Linked DNA regions of Mus musculus: regions 2 and 3 are each linked to region 1. A link is a contact called in public HiCAR-type and promoter capture Hi-C data. All regions are on one chromosome and are shown on one strand. The core of a region is the stretch at or near the end of the contact, and the rest is flanking DNA. Distances in the headings are between cores, read along the strand shown. Region 1 holds the start of Sub1 (SUB1 homolog, transcriptional regulator). Region 2 holds the start of Nadk2 (NAD kinase 2, mitochondrial). Region 3 holds the start of Skp2 (S-phase kinase-associated protein 2).

Region 1 (3,625 bases), core at 565-3,064:
AGAGAAATGTACATAATTCCACTCACATTGAGGGGACCAGCTCCAACATAAACAGCTTGCCCATGTAAGCATAATACCTAATTAATTTTGCCCTTATAAATCATCTTTTACATGTTCTGTATACACTAGTTTTTACTTTGTGGCCACACTATCAAAACAACAGGCAACAATCGGAGTTCACAATGTTATACACAATTCACAATAATTTTGCACTGATTTTCTACTTAGGGAAATATATAAAATGTGAAGGCTTTATGTGCAAGGCAAAACTCACCAGACAGGCACACAGTGCAGAGCCTGCTGTTTATTTACTGCATAAAACAAAGGGCAGACAACTCGTCTAACCCACATTTCAAGAAGTCCTTAGGCAGGTCCTAACTACTTTTCAAGATACTTACACCAAATGGTAAAACCAGGTAGCAAAAGCTATTTACCAAACTATCTTCTGCTCTCTCCATCTAAATAAACTTACTAACTTCTACATGGCTTAAAGGTCCTAAAAAACACAAGATTCTGTAAATGCTCAAGAAAGATACATCAATTCCTACCTCCTACATCAAAAAAATTATAACCCAGCTCTCTAAAGACCAAACTGGCATTCAATGTGCAAAATAGGAGGTCAAGGCAAAAGTGAGCTACCCAAATCCTGCCCACGACTCTACACAACTGGCCAGTCCGTTAGAGGTAATACCTAAACTCAGGAGGGAGAAGGCTCCTAACCAGTCCCTTCGCTTTTCCTCTTACTGCTCCATTTCACAACCCGACCTCCAAAATCAAGTTTCCCAAGCTAGCTCGGTCACACAACTACACAAAGCCTGTTTTTTGAGAGGGAATTGCACATAAACAAATCTTTCGCTTGCAAACAGCCAGCCATATCTATCTCCCATTACGAAAAGCTGTCTGGGGAACTAAAATTACTTCAAAGAACCACGTCATTATCTAACCTAAATCTACCCAATAAGAAAACAATGTTTGTTACTGGGAACTAAAGCCAGCCCCGTTCCCTACACTTGGACTTTTAACTTTAATGAGGCTTTACTGGGGTGGTTTCTTGGAGGCCGGGGGGCGGGGGGCTTCGTAATTCGAGCAAAAGGTAACTAAAAGGGGTGACCGTAGTTTATAGACCGACCAGTCGGTGCCCGGGGCTGGGGAATACTGAAAACATCCCAGAGTGCGAGGCTCTCGAGGGCGAGCCGGCGCGTGGCACCGTGGGGGTCGCGGCCAGGAAGCTCCCGAAAGCCCCGAGGCGAGGGCTGGGGCTACTGCCGGCCTCAGGAAGGGGGCGTGGGGCGTCGAGAGCGTGCACAAGAGGAGGGCCTTGCGCCAGCGCCATTTTCTCCTCGCCCCGGAGCCCAGCCATGTTTGCCGAGCGCGCCCCCCGCCCCTCGACCCCGCGGGGCCAGCGTCCCCCGAGGGTGGGGAAGGGATGGCTTCCCGAGCACGGTGGTCCGGACAGGGGTGGGCGAGCGCAGCCTCAGGGCAGACCGCTAGCGCCTCCGCCCGGAGCCCCATCACCCAGTCCGAGGGGCGCGCGGCCATCACCCGCCGTTCGCCTGCCTGCCCGCGCCCACCGCCTCGGCTCGGCTCCCCAGAGCGGCCGCCACACGAGGCCCCGCGGGGACGCGGGCAAGAGCGGAGGCCCTTCCCCCGAGCTGCCGTTTTTCTCCCCACCGGCAAGGAGAGCGAAGGGGGCCGCGGTAGCCTGGGGTCGGCCTGGCCGCAGCCCCGAGGAATGGGCCCGGGGTCCCACGCACTCACGCTCCGCTCCGGCCGACCAAAAACCTCTGCCTCGCTCGCTCGCCTACTCCGGACTGACAGAGAGCCGGAAATGACGGCAGCTTAGAGGCCCTGGCTCCGCCCAATGGCACGAAGGCCACGTGAAGGGGGCGTGGCCTCGCCGCCCAACCGCCAGCCGGCCCTTTCCAGGGCCTTAAAGGGGCCGCCACAGATACTGAAGTAAATGCTCCTGAAAGAGGGAGATGGCACCACAGTGAGATGCCACGCAGCTTGGGCCTGATCTGAAGGAGAATGAGATGTCAATGAAACATAAATGACAAGATCCACGGAGCTTTGCGCTTGCAAATAGCTTGTATATGGTACCGCTCTATAAATGCTGTACTGAAATGATGGGAGCTACTCTGAGAAAAAACAATGTGCTGACCCACTTGCCTACAGATGATTTTCCGTTTCTACCTTTAAGATCTGACTCATGCTGCTAAAATCCAAAGGAAGCAAGCCTGCGAGGCGCACTATTTAATTCAGAAAGTCAAAGAAATCTTACAAATGTCCTTAGCCACGAAACCTTTATTCTTAAAATGGAGTTCTGGGGCTCCAAAGTAATTGTGGTTTGAATATAAAATCTCCCTGTGGGCTCATTCATTGGGGATCTGGTTTTCAACTGATGACCTTTTCAGAAGAGCCTGGATCCTGAGAGCTGTGCCTTAATCAGTGAATTAATGCTCTGATAGTCATAATATGACAGCATTATTACGAGGTGGTGAAAAGTAAGGATGTGTCCTTTGGGGGCTACATTTTTCCCTGGCCCCTTTTGTGTTCCCTTTCCGCAGCATCCTCCTCTGCAGGTTACCATGGACTTGGTGTTCCGCCTCACTACCAGCCTAGAATACAGGAGCTAAGTACTGGAGACAGAAACCGGGAGGCATACTGAATCGCCATACCTTTGTCTAAACACGGATCCAAAGTCTCGCGGAGGAAATCCACTCCACCATCACAAATAACCACAAGCAGGTGGCTTAGAATGTGTACTGGATGGTTTCCTCCTGTAGCCAACAACAAACAGAGTTCTGTTCATCACAAAGGTTTACATACAGCATTTGACAGATAGTGATCATCCTAACAGGTTCAAGAGTTGAAATGATCGTTGTCTTCACATTTAACAGCTGCAAAAATTAATAAGTGATTCAAACCTTGTATTGAATGGAACTACTACCTACTAAGGGTAGTAGGGAAGTGCCCCAGCGCATCCCTACTGAATGCGGGAGTCCAACTAGAGCAACACCGTCATCAAAATAAAGTGAGAGAGGAGTCTTTGTGTATGAAGCTCTAAACAAGGGTGTACTGGCTAGTTTTGTGTCAACTTGACACAGCTGGAGTTATCACAGAGAAAGGAGCTTCAGTTGAGGAAATGCCTCCATGAGATCCAACTGTAAGGCATTTTCTCAATTAGTGATCAAGGGGGAAAGGCCCCTTGTGGGTGGGACAATCTCTGGACTGGTAGTCTTGGTTCTATAAGAGAGTAGGCTGAGCAAGCCAGGAGATGCAAGCCAGTAAAGAACATCCCTCCATGGCCTCTGCATCAGCTCCTGCTTCCTGGCCTGCTTGAGTTCCAGCCCTGACTTCCTTTGGTGATGAACAGCAGCAAGGAAGTGTAAGCCGAATAAACCCTTTCCTCCCCAACTTGCTTCTTGGTCATGATGCTTGTGCAGAAATAGAAACCCTGACTAAGACAAATTGGTACCAGCATAGTGGGGTATTCCTGTGACAGCCTGACCATGTTTTGGGGAGGACTTTGGAACTTTGGGCCAGAAGATCCATTCGCTGTTAAGAACTCTGTGAGATGTTGTGTAGGAGCTTGGAAGATAATGTTGAGAACAGTGCAGAAGAT
Region 2 (3,625 bases), core at 699-3,198, 2.9 Mb before region 1:
GTGGTTTAAGAGTTAAATGGGCTCTTCTGAACAGCCACCTGCTCATTTGGTAACTTTGCAAATAGTGGCTAAGTAAGCACAGGAAGGAGATGAAACCCTTGGCAGTTCCCTCAACTGACCGCCCCCAGCCTGCCCTGTTTCCCACCCCCAAAAAAGGTTGGCTGCAAGAATGAACCGATTATTCTGTCCTGAACCTGTATCAGTGGTTCTCCACCTTCTTAACGCTGCAACCCTTTAATACAGTTCCTCATGTTGTGGTGACCCCCAACCATAGTTACTTGGCCATCATTAGGAAGAGAGCACCCTCGGTCTAGCAAACTTTATATGCCCCAGTACAGGGGAAAGCCAGCGCCAAGAAGTGGGAATGGGTGGGTAGGGGATCAGGGCAGGGGGAGGGAGGAGGGTATAGGGGGACTTTTGGGATAGCATTTGAAATGTAAATGAAGAAAATAGCCAATAAAAAATAAAAACAAAACAACAAAAAAAACTTACTCCTAAGTTAAAAAAAAAAGAATAGTGAGAAATTGGTTATGATACCAAAAAAAAAAAAAAAAAAAAGAATTGTAAGTTTGCTACTGTGATGAAACATAATGAACATATCGGATATACATACATCGGATATATGACCCAGAGGTTGAGAACCGCTGAATATATCAGTAAGTGGGAGTTAGGGAACAGGTAAACAACTGGGGTGTAGAAGGCTCTTTCAATCTTTAAAGTTTTAAATGTCCTAGACATGGGAATCTTAAGGACTGAAGTGGAAAACCCAGCAGGGGTTTTCCTGAGAGAATTCAAGACACATCCGAGAGGATGGTGTAATGAAGCAATGTTTTGGAAGAGGCAGAAGAAAGGATCCAAAATAAGATTTGACTAGGATATCCCATTGAGATGTTTCCAGCTAGAAGTGGGAGTCAAAAGTGTAGTTTTCTGTGACGTGAAAGAGAAAACAGGTTCGATATCACAGAGGCATCTGAGTGTCACAAACATGAAATAGCATGCCCGGAATCCAGAGGCCACTTACTGGGAGTGCCAGGATCGCAAAGGAAAGGACGCCACAGCAAGGACCTCAGGGCAGTGGCCACCTACCCTGTCTTATGACTTTCCCTTCATTGTAGCTTTCCCTTTTATTCTTAATCAGCCTACATCTCTATGGTTGTGTAACTGTTCCCACAGACTCAGTAACTTCCCTTGCTCTAGCTTCAAGGACTACCTACCCAACATTCCAAAGTCAGATCAATAATCATCAAACACTGCTCTGAGCTTGCCTACAGGATAAAGTGCAAAACATTTTTAACCCTTCAGTCTGGTCCTACACAGCTTTCCAACCTTATCTCGCGGTCTAGACAGACACACAGGACTAGACAAGACTCCTTCCCTCATTATCCTCCTCCTTTCTCCCTGACAGCACTGCCTCTCTAGGCTGGTGGTCTTTTGGTGGTCACCGGAGCTCGGGCTAATGCTCTGTGATCCTTCTCGGTTAGCTCTAATTCCTCTCTAATAAAGGGCTCGGCATCTTTATTTGCCATCAGGCCCTGCAAAACGAAGCCGTTTGGAGCGAGGTCACCGCCCCCAGCTCTTACTCCAGCGACGGCCACATCAGCCATCCAGCAGACACTGGTTAAAATTTACCCTAGACGAGCATGACCAACTACCCAGAAAGCAAGCAAAAATGAAAGCAACTAGAGGAAGATGCGCAAGAAACTTGCTTTCCCGCCAGGCGCTCAAAACTCCGCCTGCACCCCCAACGCCGCCCAGACCAGTTCCAACTGGATTTCTTCGGGCAGCTCGAAAGCCAAATAGAATTTCGTCCCTTTCCCAGCCCCAGCCAATCCCCGCAGCCCCTCGGGCTCCCAAACCTTCCCGACCTCTGATTAGCTGACAGATCTGGCCCGGGGGCGGGCTTAGAGCGGCCTCCCTGAAAGGGTGAAGAGGGAGGTGGGGCCGGGCCGAGAGGCCACTGCGCAGGCGCCCAAGAAAACGGATAAACAAACAAATAAAACCCACTGCCCGGGGGCCAGCCCGGATCCCCGCCTCCCGGGGCCTCCCGGGGCCTCTCCGCCCTCGCGTGCGTCTGGGCACGTCCCCCCCCCCCCCGGCGCGTTCCACGCACGTCCCCGCACTTAACCTGTGCGCGGCCGGCGCGGTGCTGGCGGCAGGGAGCGCGAGCCTGCACCCGCGGCCCCGCGGATCATGACTTGCTACCGGGGCTTCCTGCTGGGCAGCTGCCGGCGCGTGGCGGGTGGCCGCGCGGCTCTGCGGGGTTCGGGCTCGGGCGCGGACGGCCGGCGGCACTTGGGGCACGGGCAGCCGCGCGAGCTGGCGGGCGGTGGTAGCCCCGCCGACGGCGGCTTCCGCCCCTCGCGGGTGGTGGTGGTGGCGAAAACCACCCGCTACGAGTTCGAGCAGCAGCGGTACCGCTACGCGGAGCTCTCGGAGGAGGACCTGAAGCAGCTGGTGGGTCCTGGCGGGGGACGGCCGGTACTCGGGGTGGGGGTGGGGGGCGACGGGCCACAGGACACCCCCAAAGCCCGACAACCTTCCTCCGATTGCCTGTGGGGCCCCTCGGGCATGGGACTGGGGCGCCCTGAGCCTGCCTTAGAGGGGGCTCCTGGGACCGGGACTTGGGAAGCCACGTGTGTCCTCGCCCCCGCCTCGGTAGCACGGACTCCCATCGCTGAGAAGATGAGGGTTGTTCGCCCTGTTTGTCCTGGGGACCTCTCCCCAGACCACCGGGAGAAAGGAAATTCTCCAGCACAGCCACTGGTGGCGGAGAGAGGGCCGAAGTGCCGCGGTCACACCCCCTTCTCGCCTGGGGACAGAGGCCTGGCCAGGGAAAGCCCTGCTGGATTGTGGTCGCCTGTCCCTTCAGGGTCTCTTACTGCTTGAAAAGCAAGCACCTGGGACAGCGAGGCAGGAAAGCTGACCCGAGATGGGTTTTTGTGTTGGAAGGTCAGAAAAGGAACAAGTATGCCGGCTAATGGGGAGAAGGCATGAACCCTGAAGTAACAGGGCCTCCGCCATACACCGTGTTTGGTGTATTTACTAATAGCGTTGCCAGGTATGCCATGCGTGTGTGTGTGTGGGAAGGATTAAACCCAGAGTTCGAGCTTCCCCATTTTTGAAAAAAAAAATTGATTTTGTGCTACCCAGTAACTTTTGGGAAATGGGCTGTTAGCAATTTATTTAGGAACCCCCCCCCCCACAGTTATGCCTGTAATTGTTGACTCCAGACACCCGAAGGCTTTAGACTGAATTGTATATAAGCATTACTAAGTTATGTACAAGAATAAGTAGGCTGGCTGTTCTAAAATGATGCCCTTACCTTCACATTTTTATTTTAGACACAGGGGAAACAAATTGTAAATCCTTGCCTAGCTGCTGCATCTTGTCAGTATTGTTTGGCAAGTTGACAAGGTAGAAATCAGTGCAAATTTTTCTCTTTCCCCCAAGTGTTTGAAAGTATTTCTAGAAAACATTTGCAGTCTTTAGTAGAGTATCAGCCGTTTGGCTGGCGTAGTTTGTGTAGTTGAGTGAAATGAATGCAATGAAGTGGGGGGGATTGTGGGCTAGATGAGAGTACTTTGTTTCTATTTTGGAAAAAGAGGCGTGTCCTTTTGGTTACATG
Region 3 (3,625 bases), core at 811-3,310, 2.9 Mb before region 1:
TCCTGAATCACTCTTTTGAGACAGGGTTTCTCTGTGTAGCCCTGGCTGTCCTGGAACTCACTCTGTAGACCAGGCTGGCCTCAGAAATCCGCCTGCCTCTGCCTCCTAAATCCTGGGATTAAAGGCGTGTGCTACCACTGCCCGACCCTGAATCACTTTTTTAAATGACTAGGGGGTGGGGGTGGGGAAACCTTGACAAGCCTCAGGTCAACACACTATATTTACTCTAAGGCTGCCAGTCCTTGAGTCTGGATCTGCCCTGGAGGCGCTTTATTTAAAAATGTTTGGGGAATCAAGGAGTGGGAGTCACTAGTGAGAGAAGAATTTCAGGTAAATTCTGATCTCATCAATCCACCCTGCCTCCTGGAGACAGAGCTGAGAAGAAAGCTGACAATATAAATCTATTACAATAATCCAGGAAGAGATGATGAAAGCTTGAAACAGCTGCCACACAAGAGTGAAAGACACAGTGACTAGCTGGGTAGTGGGGGCAGTGGGGATGAGACCACATTTCAGGGTTCTATGACTGTAGATGCAATGTCACAGTAAGGGAAACACCACACCCCCAAGGGCCTGCTTGCAAGCGGAGCAATCTAAGTCTCTTCTACTTAGTAACATTTACCTTCCTAATGTGCCTACCAATAATCTAAGTCATTACCATACAAAGCTTGCTCAGATACAAAGAAGTATATAGAGACAAAAGGGGACCCTCTAAGATCCCTGCTTCTGTTCCCATATGTCAGTGTACTGAGCTGGACTTTGAGCAGGAAGATTCCTTTCTAAGGAAAAGGGCAGGAAAAAAGCTTCAAGTCAATTGTTGACCACAAGATAAAGACCAACCAAGATTCCTGAAGACTTAATGACTGGAATCCATTTCACTGCCACACTTCCAAACTAGGCAATTTTAGGCACCAAAACTAGGCAATTTTAGGCACCGATCCAAAAAGATTCCCCAAGGAAATAATTCAATCGAATTTAGTTAAAACAAAATAGTTCAACCCATTACAATACAGTTTGGATCTTAGTGTTGTGCATTACCTGGAAAGTTCTCCCGACTAAGCTTCGGCCGACGGATGATCACAAAGTCTTTGTCACTCCCTTTGCCCTTGACTCGTTTCCTTGGAGGGCTCTGGGGGTGGCCGAGGTTTGAGAGCAGTCCATGTGGGATGTTCTCACTGTCCACCTCCTCCTTCTCCAAGGCCGAGACACCCATGCCTGATAGCAGTTCAGAAGTCTTGCTGGAATCCCATCCCCACGTGAAGCTGGTGGTGACGTTGCCACTCTGGTCCGGAATCTCCTGAAGGTGCTTCCTGCAGAAGGGCAGACATTCTCTATTCCTTTTGAAAATACACCCCTAAATAATTCCAAGGTAGGCATGAAAGAAGAGTAAAGAATGGAGTGGAGAAAAGTCCCAGCAAGTGACAGTACTGCATTTTTTAAACGTGCCTACAAGCGAGAGAAATACAAGAATGAAAGAGAAAAATCGGGAACATATATACTTTGAAAGGCTTTGGGATTTATGGTCACGCAGAAGGCCTCAATAATTTCTTCCCGTGGAGGGAAAAAGAGGGACGGCACTGATACCATGACTCAAAGTAGAGGAAGGAAAACTTAATTAGGAAGCCAAATTAAACTCCACATTGATATTCGCACTAAAGCATTCATCCATCCTTTTTCTCTAAGCAAACATTCACATAACCAGATTATTTGAACAAGAAGCAACATTCGCGGCCTAAAAGAATTCAAACGGTTCATTCATGTTTTGTCCGGTTTTTTTGCAATCGGTTTACCTATGCATGGTGTCCACTGATTCAGGAGTTTTGAATGCTTGAATTAATTGAAGCGCTGCCTGCCTTCCAGACTCCTGTTTTAGCGCTCGGCTTAGAGTGATCCCCGGGGCCCCAGCAGTTGGACCCGCGAACTAGCAACGTTCCATCACCACCGCGCGCGCGGAGTTCTGCATCCCGCTCTCCAGCAGCCGCCTTCTGACGCCCCGTTGCCTGCTGGGAATTGTAGTTCCGAGCCTAGCTCGTAGTCCTGCCTGGGTTCTTCCACTCTGATTTCGGACCAACCCTCCAGATACCCACAACTCCCTGCGGCGCCGGGCGGGATTGAAGGAGGAGGAGGAGGAGGAGGAGGACAGGCAGGCGGAAGTGGGTGGAGCTCCGGCTGGCTGGGAAATGTCAGCCGATTGACTGGGAGCAGGTTTTCCTTTTCCCGGAGCTCACGGGCCTTCGGGTGATCACCGCCACGGTCGCCCGGGACTGAAGGATCCGTGACCCCGGCAGGCTGCGGCGGACGCGAAGCTTCTGAGTCCCTTCCAGACGCTGTCTGGCGAGGTCCGACGGTGAGCGTGAGGGGGGCGGGGACGCGTGAGGTGCGTCAGGGTCTGGGGTCCCGGCCCAGTCCCTGGCGGACATAGACTTGGGGGGAGTTCCAGATGGTGAGTGGCCGCCGCCGCCAGGCCCATCTCCGGGGTCTCGATGGCCCGCCAGGTGAGAGGCTGCGGGTGGCACTCCTGCCATTCGCCTTCCTCCACCTGGCAGTGGGCGGCCCTTAGGACTGGGTCTGTGGACGCGATCCTTTCCTCACTTGTAAACTAGGCTCGAGGACGCGGCACACCTCATGGGCTGGCACTGAAGATCAAATCAGCGTGCGAGGGGAAGCCTTTTTCGAGCTAAAGCGCAGCTCCAAGAGGAGCGATGGTTTATTTTTAAGGCGGCAGGAGCCAGCAGTGGTTCCCGCGTGCATCCTCTTGGATCCTTGATGAGTCTCCCAAATACCAAAGGGAAAAAGGGAGGCTCCGCTTGCAAGGAGAGACCACCCTGAAAGCTGTTTAGGTGCCTCTGACTCAATCCACAGCCTGTCCTAGAATCTCTCTGCCTAGAAACTATGCTAATTTAGCCTCTGAAGAGGTCGGGGGCGATTAGATTAGAATGACCATGCAAAATTCAGGTGTGCAAACTGTGCAACAGGGGAGAGGGTAGGGGGATGCATTTCTAGTCCAGTAAAAATGAAGATTTATAGAGTTGAGAAAAAAGCAGGCCACCTTCATCAAAAACATTAGAATATTGGTTTAGTATGTTAGATTGCATACACTTGTGTTTCTTTGTGGAGAGAGCAAGATTCGTTTTATAGTGGAATTAAATCCTTCATGCTCAGTTTTGTCTTTGTTTCTAGCATAATCTTTGCATCAGTTACTTCTTGAGAGGAAGAGATTCATGAACTTTTAGTTCCTGTGAGTGAGATTGGTGTAAAAAAAAAAGACCTTTTTGCAAATTGGTTTTACTTGAAAAGAAAGACTAGGAGAATAAGTATGTAGTCACAGTTTTGTTATGGAAAGTATCTAAAGTGAGACCTTCTGAAATAGTGTATAAAGTTATCTTTTGTTACTTTGAAAAACTCATTTGCCTTCTCTTGAACTTTGTCCTTTCTGTTAGGATGTAACTCGTTCAAGAGTAAATTCTAGTAAATATAAAACAGCCCTGAATTCAGCTAAGAGTTAGCAGAGACCTTAGGATATTTAAATTAGTGGGCACAAGGTTCTCTCTAGGAAAGGAAAGCCTATCAACTTTGAAATTAGGAGCCTCCTGATTTGCCTTGATAATGAAACCGGTGTTCTTTT

What was found. HiCAR-type assays count read pairs that join an accessible place to other places. Capture Hi-C pulls out chosen DNA fragments and counts their contacts.
Region 2: a contact with region 1 is called in a promoter capture Hi-C map of liver, with 2.5 times the contacts expected there. The contact joins the promoter of Nadk2 here to the promoter of Sub1 in region 1. A contact is called at or near these places in 3 of 39 promoter capture datasets (hippocampal neurons, liver and pre-B cells) and 2 of 9 other capture datasets (adipose tissue and liver).
Region 3: a HiCAR-type map of astrocytes shows a contact between it and region 1, with 4 times the contacts expected there. The contact joins the promoter of Skp2 here to the promoter of Sub1 in region 1. A contact is called at or near these places in 5 of 39 promoter capture datasets (the C10 cell line, hippocampal neurons, liver and 1 more), 2 of 115 datasets of contacts at active chromatin or transcription factors (astrocytes and large pre-B cells) and 2 of 9 other capture datasets (adipose tissue and liver).

What each region holds. Positions count from the first base shown.
Region 1 is chr15:11,994,193-11,997,817 of GRCm38.p6, forward strand. Sub1 (SUB1 homolog, transcriptional regulator) reads right to left here and starts at 1,815. Exons shown (of 5, transcript NM_011294.3): 1 at 1,759-1,815.
Region 2 is chr15:9,069,312-9,072,936 of GRCm38.p6, forward strand. It overlaps Nadk2 (NAD kinase 2, mitochondrial), which reads left to right and starts at 1,949. Exons shown (of 13, transcript NM_001040395.4): 1 at 1,949-2,454. The coding sequence starts at 2,191.
Region 3 is chr15:9,138,394-9,142,018 of GRCm38.p6, forward strand. It overlaps Skp2 (S-phase kinase-associated protein 2), which reads right to left and starts at 2,061. Exons shown (of 10, transcript NM_013787.3): 1 at 1,791-2,061; 2 at 1,039-1,310. The coding sequence starts at 1,798. Lmbrd2 (LMBR1 domain containing 2) reads left to right here and starts at 2,177. Exons shown (of 18, transcript NM_177178.3): 1 at 2,177-2,347.